Linked DNA regions of Zea mays: regions 1 and 3 are each linked to region 2. Evidence: chromatin contacts called from public Hi-C data. All regions are on one chromosome and are shown on one strand. Each heading gives the region's core, a stretch centred on a gene start, on an enhancer-like site or on the middle of the called end of the contact. The rest is flanking DNA. Distances are from core to core; before and after follow the strand shown.

The links. A called contact is a pair of places that touch in the nucleus more often than the background predicts.
Region 1: a contact with region 2 is called in a Hi-C map of leaf, with 5 times the contacts expected there. The contact joins the promoter of sbp7 here to the promoter of LOC100284796 in region 2. A contact is called at or near these places in 2 of 25 Hi-C or Micro-C datasets (ear and leaf).
Region 3: a contact with region 2 is called in a Hi-C map of tassel, with 4 times the contacts expected there. The contact joins the promoter of LOC100280335 here to the promoter of LOC100284796 in region 2. A contact is called at or near these places in 7 of 25 Hi-C or Micro-C datasets (bundle sheath, ear, endosperm and 3 more).

What each region holds. Positions count from the first base shown.
Region 1 is chr4:206,058,345-206,062,550 of Zm-B73-REFERENCE-NAM-5.0, reverse strand. It overlaps sbp7 (SBP-transcription factor 7), which reads right to left and starts at 2,317. Exons shown (of 10, transcript NM_001362256.1): 1 at 1,545-2,317; 2 at 1,144-1,337; 3 at 193-1,052; 4 at 19-93. The coding sequence starts at 2,191.
Region 2 is chr4:205,874,970-205,879,262 of Zm-B73-REFERENCE-NAM-5.0, reverse strand. It overlaps LOC100284796, which reads left to right and starts at 1,605. Exons shown (of 6, transcript NM_001413111.1): 1 at 1,605-1,643; 2 at 2,313-2,937; 3 at 3,401-3,453. The coding sequence starts at 2,427.
Region 3 is chr4:206,005,776-206,009,769 of Zm-B73-REFERENCE-NAM-5.0, reverse strand. LOC100280335 (3-hydroxy-3-methylglutaryl-coenzyme A reductase) reads right to left here and starts at 1,505. Exons shown (of 4, transcript NM_001153261.1): 1 at 363-1,505; 2 at 6-212. The coding sequence starts at 1,297.

The sequences.
Region 1 (4,206 bases), core at 1,068-3,567, 180 kb before region 2:
ATAAGCAAACGGACATACATCATCACGAAGGTTCCCAGGTATTGTGCTAGGTTCCTTGCCAAACAGCTTAAAAATAATCCTACCAGTCCGATCCTGTAAAATGGCAAATCAAGATAATACAGGTACATGATTGATACGGTAAGAGGTCTTGGAAAGGTTCTGCAAAATGGAATTGCTTTGCGTAGAAACTACCTGTCCATCTGAGTTTGAGGTTGAAGGTGAATGATCTGAACAAGATGTTGAGGCATAGCAGGACTGGTAACCAGGATTTGGTGGCGATCCGTTCTCGATGGGACGCTCTGAATCCTTGAAGAGATCAAGTGGTGGTGCCAACCATGCCTGATTTGTGCTAACTTCACCCATCGTAGCATCTTCCCCATAATCTGTAATATGAGGGTGCCGAACCTCTTCATCAACCGAGTGTATGGGGAAAAACTTGCGGGTTATAGGCGGAGAGGATGAAGGAGATCTCTCATCCAGAGGATTGCTACTCTCAGAAGATAAGTACTTATTCACTGAGTCCATCTTAGGTGGAAAATCCTCCTCAGTGCTGCCAAACAGCTGCAGTGACAAGTATGGTCTGGTTTCTTGTTCTGTCTGCTTGTATATATGAGGTTGGCTTTCGTGTGTGCTGTTGCTTCTCATGAAACCAGCAGCAGAGAAATCTCGGGTTGATTTATCATGTGAATTTACAACAGTTACTGGCTCTGTTGAATGGCTCTTGCTCTTGTTATTACCACTGCTGTCACTGCTCCCTTGGGACTGAGATGTATTGGTCTCAGGTGTTGAAGTTGCAAGGCCAGTTGGAAAAACTCCTAGCAAATCCATGGTTGATGGCACAGTTTGCTTGTCGATTCCGTTGGTCGTCTTCCCCACAGAATCCTGCCGTTGCACTTGTTGCTCTTGCAAAGCATCCAAATCAACGACTTCAGATGGAGGAGATTTGTCCGCAGAGGTCATATTGTTGAATGAATTTATTTTGCTGATAATTTCAACCAGATTCTGCTTATCTGGTATGGGAGGAATGCTAGGCACTTTACCGACGCTAGAACCTGACATTACGAACAACAAATTCCACTATACTGGTTAAAATCACAAAGTCCTGAAACGGTATATTGAGTATGGAGTGTTAGCAGTCAGTACCATGCAAGTGCGCAATCACTGTAATTAGATTGACAATATCCTGCGTCCTATTTGCTGCATTTTCTTGGTTTCCAGGTAGCAGCAACTGCGAAGAAACATCTGCTGGCTGGGTTTTTCTTCTCCGCCGGTTGTGCCCAGCAAGCCTACGCCGGCAGCTCCTCTTACCCTCGTCAAACTCCGCGAGTGGGTGAAATCTAATCGATTGACCAGAAGAACCAACTTAATTAGTAACTAAAACTCCCACGGCCTACATCGGCGCCGGCCGAAACCGCAGCATGAATCCGTGCTACAGGAACATGTCTCTGGCCCAGCAAGCACACACTCCATACGAACCGATCAGATCACAAAAACAGACTCCTAGCACTCTAGGCAGTAGCATCATAACAACAAATCTCATTTACCTACTACACTGCTGGCAGAAGCGCTGCGCCTGGTTGGCGACGACGGCCCTGATGGTCTTGCTGTGGGTCTCGCAGACCTTGTGCCTCCTGTGGTAGTCCTTGGCGCCGGTCAGATCCGCTCGGCACTCATCCACCTGGCACATCGGGTAGCCCGCGCCTCCGTTGGCAGCCCCGCCACCGCCACCGCCCGCGCTGCCTGGCGATCCTGACCGCACCCGCTTGCTCGGCCTGACCACCAGGTCCTGCCCCGAAGCAGGCGGGGACGGCGACAGCGACGCCGCGGGAGCCGTCGGGCTGGCGTCCGTCGGGGCCGTGGAGCCTTCCCGCGGGCCGAGCTGGAGCTTCAGCGCGCCGCTTCCTCCGGCCCCCTGACGGTGCACCTCGGCCGCCTGCTGGGGCTGGGGCTGGGGCTGGCCACCGGCGAGGCGGAGTGCATCGGCCGACGGCCTGGCGGTGAGCGCGCGGCTGTCCCAGTCCCACAGCCTGGGGTTCCAGTTCCCCGCAGCGGCCTCCGCGGGCGCCGCCGCGGCGGCCGGACACGGCTGGCCGCGCTTCTTCACGGCGGCCGCGGCGTGGGGAGGCATCGGCTGGATCTGGTGGTGGATGAAGAGCGGAGGGGCCACCTGCGGGCCCACCTCCCTCTGCATCGCTTCTCAAGTCCTCCGGGCTCGCCCCACTCAGCCTCAGCCACAGCCACGGCCCACCTCTTCGACGAATCTACGCAGACGAGGTCAAACGAGCCGACCAGCGCCCGCAGCAACAGGGGGACACGAGCGGCGCCGCAACAGGGGCGAGGCCAGCACCGAGCAGTCGAGGAGAAAGATTCCGTTCCAGTTACCACTCACGCAAGTCTTCGGCGCCAGTCGCAACCGTCACGTCACCTCGCCGCCTCCCCCTCCCGCCCTCCAGAAATAGGGCCAGAGCAGAAAATATCTCTCTTCCCTGGCCGGGTGATGAGTAGTGCTGATTCGGCGGCAGAAAGAGCGCGTAGGATAGAGGTGGAGTGGAGCAGCGAGAGGAGTGGGCTGCCCGCCCTGGTGGCGTGGTGCGGCGCTGGAGCCTAGAGGGAAGGCGTGTGTGAGAGGGAGGAGGCCGCGGGGAATCGAGCGCAGACAAGGCAGCGCAAAGCGGGCGGAGAAGAGGACCTCCTGCTCCCGCCCGCGTGGGTAGCGTCCTGGCGCGGCAACAGAGGCAGGCGTAGAGATGGCAATGGGTACCCGAAATCCGAAACCCGATGGGTTTTTACCCCATTAGGGTACGGGTTTGGGTCAATTTTCATACCCATGGATTTGTTAATGGGCATAAATCTATACCCGTCGGGTTTATGGGTACGGGTTTGTTCCTATAGTACCCAAACCCGTGAACCCGTGGGTTTTTTAAACCCGACCAAACCTAGTGCATATTGTCATTTTATTTTATAAATGACCAACAAACTTGTTATTCCTTATTTACTTCATAATTTTTTTATCAATTGATGAATGTATCAGTAGTCGGTGAGAGTGTTGCTTGCTTGCCATTATAGTTTTTACTAGCGTTATATATGTGGTGGATGGATAACTTAGTGCAAGGTCACTTAATTATACAACTTATTATTTGTATTTCATTCTCTCTACTAATAATTTTTATACCAAATCATGAACTCGTTGTTCATTACATAGATTTTGGATCATGATTTCATTAATCATTACGATACTTATTGATTATGAGAAGAACAAGTATATTGGAGATGAAACCCACGGGTAACCCATGGGTACCCGCTAACCCGATGGGTACGGGTTTGGGCAAAATCTCAAACCCGTCATGGGTACGGGTTTTTTAATGGGCATGGATATTTTTCACGGGTACGGGTTTGGGACGGCAAAACCCAGCGGTTTATACCCGTTGCCATCTCTAGGCAGGCGGGTGGCGTGCGCTGTGTGCGTGGACGGACGGATGGCAGTGTTAGGATTTATGGGCTTGGCCCAATTAAGAATTTCTAATAATTCCAGGAAAATCTCAAAAGCCCATATAAGTGGATGGCAAAGGGATAGGTGGAACCAATAGCACTATATTGCTAGCTCTTGTGGAGTAGAGCTAGCTTAAATATGGAAGCCACACTCACTCACCAAGTCATGGATGAGAGGAGAGAGTGTGGAGAGCCACACGCGCGCGCGCGCTCGCTCGCCTCGCCTCGCCTCGCCTGGCCTGGCCTGGCCTGGCCGAAGGGCGCGGGCGCACGACATGCGCGTGAATGGTCCGCCGAAATCCGGCCCCTCGCGGGTGGATAAGCACGGGGGTCGCGGACTCGGCCCTATAAAAGGAGCCCGGCAGCCAGCCTCCAGATCATCCCCAGCTCCCAGTTCGCTTTCGCCTCTCTTCATAGCTGAGCCGCCTTTTAGTTCCCTTCGTCCCGACCGCAGAGGTGCATCTGCGATCAGGAGAGCAGGTCTCCGGAACCCTTCGTCTTCTAGATCCTGCACCGGGAGAGGGCGAATAAGGTTTTTGGGAAGCGTCTTCACGCGACTGCTCGTGATCTGCTGACCTCGTCGACCCTGCTGATTTCGCTACTTCGACATCGTCGACCCTGCTGATTCCGGCGCGTGCCATCGATCAGTAAGTCTAATCAGTACGCATCATCTGATTTGGCTTGTTATTTCAGTTCTTCTGATTTAGTCATGATTTA
Region 2 (4,293 bases), core at 356-2,855:
TTCAGCCTTAGGGCTGACTGACAACCCAATTTGAAGTCCAATTAACTTCAATTTTTGTACAACATTAAGGGCCAATCACTTAAATAAAGTTGTACCCCTATCATAGCTCTACACATTTGATGTGTTGACCTAGGGCAAAATCCTTATGAATTCAGAGATACAAGGCCGCAAAGTTGACCCAATTCCACTGAAATTTAGACTTAACCACTTAGGGGTTCTTGGGTCTTTTGCAAATAAGTCCAATTTCCTCCACACTACTTGAAAATCCTTTATTGTGAAAGTTGCTTGGTTTTGGTGTTCTATCACTTTGATATTTGCACTTTGGTCCAAAAGTGAATAGAATTTAAATCCACCCCTAGGGTTCCAATTATGTTTTTCTAGGGTTTCTTTTAGGGTTTGGGCACACTAGGGTTTTTATGTCACAAAAGTTCACCAAATTTGATATCTTGTGAACATTTCTAATGACTTTTGAGATTATACTCAATTTGGCTTACTGTCACCCATGTGTCCTAATCCTAGGGTTAAGTACCCTACCCTAGTGCTAAGCACATTTCAAGTCACCATATCACAACTTGTTTTGAAATTTTACCTAGTGAATGCATTCTAGGTGTGACAAACAAAATGAAATGTTAATGCATATGATGTCATGCTCAAGTTTTAGTGCCAGTAACACCAGGGGTGTTACATCTAGGAACACGTCCAGCAGCTCTAGGTCCATAATATCGCTAATCTGCAACAACCAGGCGAAGCCCCTCGACATCAGGACTACCTTCACAACAAGACCGCACTGGCAGCGCATCAAGAGCCCCCCAACAACGAAAGAAGTTTTACTGCATCTTGCACGGCGAGGACTCAGGACACGCAACCATAGATTGCCCAAAAACCAAGGAAATCAAAGACCGCATGGCCAGAGCCGTCCCAACAAACAACCAGAGAGACATCGCCCACACCTACCAACCTCATCTATACCCCCACCCTCATTACCAAAATGAACACCCATATTACCCTCAACACCAACAAAATTACAACCATGCTTTTCCCAGCAACCGCGTCTTCAGCACCAAGAAAGATTAGCACTGCCACCCCCTTTCGCCACAATAGGCAAACCAACATCCCCGCCAACCATCCCCTCCACCACCAAAGCAAGAAGAAGAATTCGCCAACCCACCGTTCAGGAGAGTCAACCATATGATCATCGGAGGGTCCATCACAAAATTTAAGAATAAACGATAGAAGAAAGACACTACTGAAGAGTCAATCATGTTGCTCTCACTGGTCCTGTGGTCAATGCTTTTCTTATAGGAGATGAGACTAATTGGGGATCCGATACCCGAATGGATGAGTATGAGATGAATCTTATACCTATGATGGGTACGAGTACGAAGATAAGCATGAGTATAACTTTATATGATATATAAGGCTTGTTTGGTTTGTGGCTAACTGTGCCCCACTTTGCCTCAGGTTAGTCGTTCGAATTGAATAACTAACCTTAGGCAGAAAAGTTAGACAAAGTGTGGCAATTGGAGTAACGAACCAAACATGCCCTCTCCATTGACATCTCTACTTGTAGCCAAACAATACCATATGCTAGCAGCTAGTGGGGATCTCGAAGTAAAATAGCACAATTGCTGGGGCCAAATGAGGTAGACCGTCGCATCCATGACCCATCTACTTCCCTCCCCTTCTTATCTGCTACTGCAATAATCACCCGAGGCAATTTTGGCGTGCTTTACTTCCGCTTCCAATATACCTTTTTTTCCGCGACAAAAATCATTTTTGTTAATTGCGAAAAGGAAAGAGCCCGTGTGAACAGGAGGGGTGAGGAGAAGAGGGGGAAAAGAGAGAGAAATCGGAGGGCATTAGCAAGAAACCATGAGTTCTAGGTTAGCTGAAATCTCCTTTGATCTTTAATCTGTTCATCTCCTTGCGTGAGTCTGTGGCGTTAGCGTGATGCCTTCTCCAAGTTCATGAACTTCCCGGTCTGGAGCTTTGCTTACTCAGTTACCCTTTTTTGACCCGTATTTTTTTCTCTCCATTCCGCAACTGTTGGCTCCCAAATTCTGGTGATTTGTTGGGTATCCCCCTGCGAAATCCGGGCAAAAGTGGGGATCTGCAGCTTCTGTGGCTTGTCGGCTTTAAGCCTACCTTTTTCTTGGACCTTTTACCATTTTCTTTTGCCCATTTTTAATCCCCCATTTCCGTCAGTAATTTACTTTTATTTTCATGTCTACTTATTTCCGCCGTAAAACTGTGTTTGTCGCGTGAAAGATCGCGTACTTGAGCAGTGAAGGGTTTTATGGTTTTTTTTGCAGGTTCGCAATCCCTAGTCGTCTTGTCCTGATCTTACTTGAGTGCTCGTGAGCTCTTTCCAGTGGCTAATGACTGCAGATTTGAGTTCTGGCCCAAGAACCGCGTGCTAGCCCGCCATGGAGGTGAGGTCCGAGCAAGGGCTGATGGCGGGGAGGGATCTATTCGGCTTGACGAAGAGCCCGCCGGCGCCCGCGCCGCCGTCGTCCGCCGCCATGCAGAGCGTGCGCATGGCGTACACCGCGGACGGCACCGCCGTGTTCGCTCCGGTGAGCTCTTCGCCTGCGACGCCGTCTTACCAGCCGCAGGGCGCAGCCCACGGCGCTAGCATGTCCGCGGCGACGGTCGTTGGAGGCAATGGCGCTCCAGCTGCGCCGAGCATGGGTGAGCCGCTGGCCAAGAAGAAGCGCGGACGACCAAGGAAGTACGGGCCCGACGGGTCCATGGCGCTGGCAATGGTGCCTGCTTCGGCGGCTTCAGGGTCGCCGGCGACAGGGCAGGGTTTTTCTGGGCCGTTCTCACCGCCTGCGTTAAATCCGGCGAGCTCTCTGGTGGTGGCGTCGCCAGACGGATTCAAGAAGCGGGGCCGGCCTAAGGGTTCTACCAACAAGCCACGCGTGGACGCTGCTGGTAAAATTTCTACTCCTATCATCATTTGCACTGACTCTAAGGTTTTGGTGTGGTTTGTAAACTCAAATTTACTAGGAACTGGAGAAGTACTTGTGGATAGTTTCATCATAATATATCAGGATAAAAATTGTTATTGGGACTGAACTGCCTCAAGGGCCGTTGTCCTTATTAGAGTTTGAATCTGCTTCATGGTCAGCTGAAGGATGTACTGGTCATCCTAGCTTTAATTAGTTAACTGTGCAAAACTATAAATTGTGGATGGACGGATTTATTTGTCCTCAGTTATTTCATTGTACAATTTTCCACGTGTTCATTTCCAGAGTGGTGGCATGTGGTTATTTCTCTGCTGAATTCTGTAACAAGCTGCTAGTTATTCTAAGTCCTGCAAAGCTGATGTAGATTGACTCATTTTTTCCGTAGATGATTTCAGCGCAACTAGCCCTAACATGAAATCATCTTGCAGGGTCATCAGGAGCTGGATTTACACCTCATGTTATCACAGTTCAAGCTGGGGAGGTATAACACGTTATCTTGCATTTGAACGTGCTGATTATTTATTGTTTTATTTTCAGAATATGTTCTTGCTTTTATTCTTCCTGGATCCTTTGCACTTGTTCACATTCTTTTGGACTTTCTCTTTTTGCTATACTTTTTTTATATAATGTTCTCACAATGCAACCTCTCTTACAAAAAACAGAAAAAAAGTATTGTTTGTTGTTCCATCAATAAGTTGAATTGCCAAATTGTTCATTCGGACATTTAATTTGAAGCACTAAGCTATCACATTATGCTTAGCTGTCTTCCTTCCATGATTTGGTGCTGATGGGAGTATAAAGTAAATTCTGCCAGTTTGAGGTTTTGTACTGTAGAATGGCAGATCTTGTGCAGTGGTGATAGCTCTCTCACCCAGTCACCAGGTCGTGAGTTGGAAGCAGCCTCTCCGTATTTGTGGGAAAAGGCTTGCCTCGGTTTATCTCTTCCCTAGACCCCACTCATGTGGGAGACTTCAGTTCAGCACGCGGTATGCCCTTTTTTTTTGACATTTTCTACTGCGGTAACTGACTATTCTTCTCTTGATTGTTTGGAACATTGCAAGTTTTGGCCTACCAGTTTTGGCTTGTGCATATGGTTGGCACTTTATAGCATTATAGATTAACCTTCATGTTTGTATCTTTCATAATATGATGTTCGATATCAAATAACCTCAGTTGTTGTAGCTTTGCTAATTAGTGGTACTTCCATAGCATTTTTATTCCAGTGCTAAGGTGTTGATTCTGGTCATGTGCCTTTGACTCAACGAAACCAACTCTCAAGGCTCATGATTATTTAGCAGCAGTGTTTTCTGAATTAATAACA
Region 3 (3,994 bases), core at 256-2,755, 130 kb before region 2:
TTTACCAAAAACCGAGAGAGCAAGATGAACCAGATATGCTAATGACATCCATGTCATGGAAGTCATCCTGAAGAAAATCCAGCACGTTCTGCACGCCCTTTGAGACCATGTTCATCCCCATGGCGTCCCCTGTGCTGCAGCTGAATCTCATGTACAGGTTCCTCCCCGCCATCGCGCACTGCACCCCCTGCAGCCTCGCGAACCTGCTCGACCTGCTCACATTTCATGGTGTTGGTGTGTTCCCAAACAAGTCAGCAACCGTGTCATGTTTTTATTGTCTTGAACTTAGAACTGCACGAGTGGGATTGAAGAAAAAGGCAGCTGTGGAATGGTATCAAGATTCTTGTCGGAATTGAATCTACCTGTTGAAGACGACGGAAAGCGTGTCAAAATTAGCAGGGTCCTCCAGGAATGCCTTGAGCTCGGCTGCGCGGCGCGCGGTGGGGAAGCGGGCGACGGGGGCGCGCGTCATCGCGTCCCGCAGCACGACGCTGGTGGCGCCGCCCGACTCGGCGATGGCCTTGCAGCCTCGGTTGGTGCTGGCGACGAGGCAGCCCTCGGTGGTGGCCATGGGCAGGTAGAACCTCCGGCCGTCGAGCAGCAGCGGCCCGGCGACGCCCACCGGCAGCTGCACGTACCCGACCGGCAGCTCGCAGCACTGGCCTAGTATGGACGCGTAGTCGAAGCCGTCGAGCGGGAGGCCCTCGATGTCCCGCCCCGTGATCCGCCGCAGGGCCTCGCGCCGGATGCCGGCGGCGCGGCGGCAGTCGCCGAGCCTGGCCTCGAGCGCGTAGGACGGAACCTTCCCGGCGACGACCGAGGCGACGATCTCCTCGTCGTCCTCCGGCATTTTCTCGGGCGCCGCGGCGGGGCTCCCGAGCAGCTCGCACGGGGCCGGCGCCTGCGCATGCTGCCGGGAGGGCGCGGCGGCGGAGGCCGGAGCTCCCGACCCGACCAGGAAGTCCTCGTCGTCGTCGCCGGACGAGACGATGGACTGGACGAAGGCGATGCCGAAGAAGCTGAGCAGGTAGATGAGCGAGGCGACGAGGCCGAATATGGCGAGCATCTCGGCGAGCCCAACGGCGTGGAGCGGCGTGGACGAGCGGATCTTCTCGCGCCACCGCCGCATGAGGTACGCCAGCGACGCCGCGAACAGGGCCGAGAAGATGAGGTTCGTGTGCCGTATCGGCAGCGGCAGCGCGTCCCCCGCCTGAACCCGCGCCGCCGCCCGGGACGGCTCCGGCGCGGGCGGGTGCCGGGCCGCCGAACCCTGCCCCACTCCGCCGCGCACTTCCATGGCTGGCCGGCTCCGGCGCGCGCGCTCACTCCGCGGTCAACGAGTCAAAGACAGGCGTCACGGGCAGTGGTCGCGAGCTCTGGCGCAAGCCCCCACCAAGGTAGTGCTGCGGTGTATGGCCGGCCGCGAGCCGCGTGGAGGTGGGGAGGAGAGACCGGCGGTGAAGCGACTGTCTCGGGGTGACCTCCTCCACTCCTCGGGACGCGGGCGGCCTCGGGGAAGCCGGCAGCGGCCGGCGAGCGCGGGCCTTTAATAAGTGGAGCGGAGTGGCAGCAGCCCACCAGGCCACCACGCAGACGGGCCCACGAGGCCACGAGCGCACGAGACGGCCGGCGGGCGGGCCCGCGGTGCGACGGTGCCGCGTCCAGCAGCCTCGAGCGAGCCGGCGTGGCCGCGTGGGCCGCTTTGGCCTTTTGCTGCGCTCGCCCTTTTCGCTTGTCGGGGCCTCTGGAATCGTGTGGAGGCAGATCGCATCGTGCAAAACTGCAAACAAGTTTGTTTACTTATTATAGAGAGAAAAAATAGCAGCAGATCAGCTTATGCCACGACACGATCACATACCAGAGCGCTTACTGCCTGTTTCGAAGTGGAGTGCTGGCAGACATGACAACGGAGACTCAATCCTTGATTCCTCGGAAAAATTTATCTATTAGGGCTAGTTTGGAAACACCGTTTTTCCAAATGATTCTAATTTTTCTAAGGAAAAATGAGTTTATTTTCTCTTGAGAAAATTGGAATCCTTTATAAAAACAGTGTTCCCAAACTAGCCCTTAGGGCTTATTTAGGAGCTAAAGCAATGAAGGAGATTGAGAGCTGGTTTGGTAAACAGAAAAATTGAGGGGTCAATAGCGATTGGGTTTCTCTCCTACTGTTTTCTTGTCTACCAAACCAGCAGCTCTAAGGGAGCTAGAATCCCTCACTGTTTAATTTTAAAAAGTGAAGGATTTTAGCCCCTCAATGCTCTTCATTACACTTGCTCTCAAATAAACTCTTCTGGGACAGGATGAAAAGTTTCTTCCTTACGAGAATGTAAATGGAAAAAATTTCTCATCCCCATTCCTGTTGGGATCCGTTAAACTTGCACGTGACAATGTTTTATGTGTAATAGTTAATGATAAAATAAATAATTATCTTATCAATTGATCACTTATTATACAAATATGTTATTTTGATGTACATATAATGATTTCTTACCTCTAACAATGCATATAAATGATAATGTTGTGCATTAATGACAAAGAAAGCATGTTCTAATGATAATTTAAGCGGGGACAGAGATTTCCATCAGGAATTTATCCTCGCGGGAAACAGGGACGAGGAAGAAATGCTCTCCCAAATGTTCGTGGAATCCCCATGAGGAATCATTTTGCCGTGGGGATGGGATAGGGAGCTATTCTCCGATGAAAAATGAAAGGGAAATAGTCTCAACATTTCTATAATCGATTTTGGTGTTTGACGACCATCACAAACCTTGTGGACTAACCAGCTTGACCAGTTGATCATTTCACAGGTGCATAAGTTCATCTACAACTATTCTAAATCGACTGTCCGGAATACCGTAGATTATTCCGGACATGAGAAGTTTTTTGGAAAAACCCTACGCGCGGACCGTCCGGGCCCTTGCGGCGGACCGTCCGCGACACCAAAGTGAGTCTCGGACAGGAACACTGCATAAACGCAAGTTTACACTACGGACCGTCCGATGGAGAAGCAAGCATCATTCGAGACCAATCGCGGACCGTCCGGCCTCAGGCACGGACCGTCCGGTCAGTGAAAACTAGAAAAACCTGAAGGTGACGGGTTCGGTAAAATATATTTTTAGCGTCCTCGCGGACCGTCCGGGGTTCACGACCGGACCGTCCGCGACTGCTTTATCTGACATCTGACGACGCATTAAATGCTTTATAGCCATTGATATAGTCGTTACTGCTGACCGTTGCGATTTTAGCCGTTGATGTGTAGGGGCGGACCATCCGGACAAAGGGCGCGGACCGTCCACCGTCGGCAGAAAGAGAGCAACGGCTAGGAAGTGGTTGGGGGCTATAAATACAACCCCAACCACCTCCATTCACTTGAACCAAGCACTCCAATCCTTCACATTCAATACAAGAGCTAGCAATCCATTCAAAGACACAATCAAAGCTTCCAATCTCTCTAAGTTCCACAATTGAGACAAGTGATCATTAGTGATTAGTGACTTGAGAGAGAGAGTGATCTGTGTGTTATTTGTCGCTCTTGTCGCTTGGCTTTCGCAATCGTGCTTTCTTTCTTCCCCCATTCTTATTCTCAAGTGACTTGTAATCAAAGCAAGAGACACCAAGTGTGTGGTGGTCCTTACGGGGTCTAAGTGACCCGTTTGATTAAGGAGAAAGCTCACTCGATCGGTCTAAGTGGCCGTTTGAGAGAGTGAAAGGTTGAAAGAGACCCGGTCTTTTGTGACCACCTCAACGGGGACTAGGTTCTTTGGAACCGAACCTCGGCAAAACAAATCACCGTGTTCATCCGCTTTATTTCTTGGTTGATTTGTTTTCCCTCTCTTTCGGACTCGGATTTAATTCTAACGCTAACCCCGGCTTGTAGTGTGTGGTTAAGTTTATAAATTTCAGATTCCGCCTATCCACCCCTCTAGGCGACTTTCAGAAAATTCTTAATTAGCATCACTAAGTACCAAAATATTTTAATACCATTGTATACAGA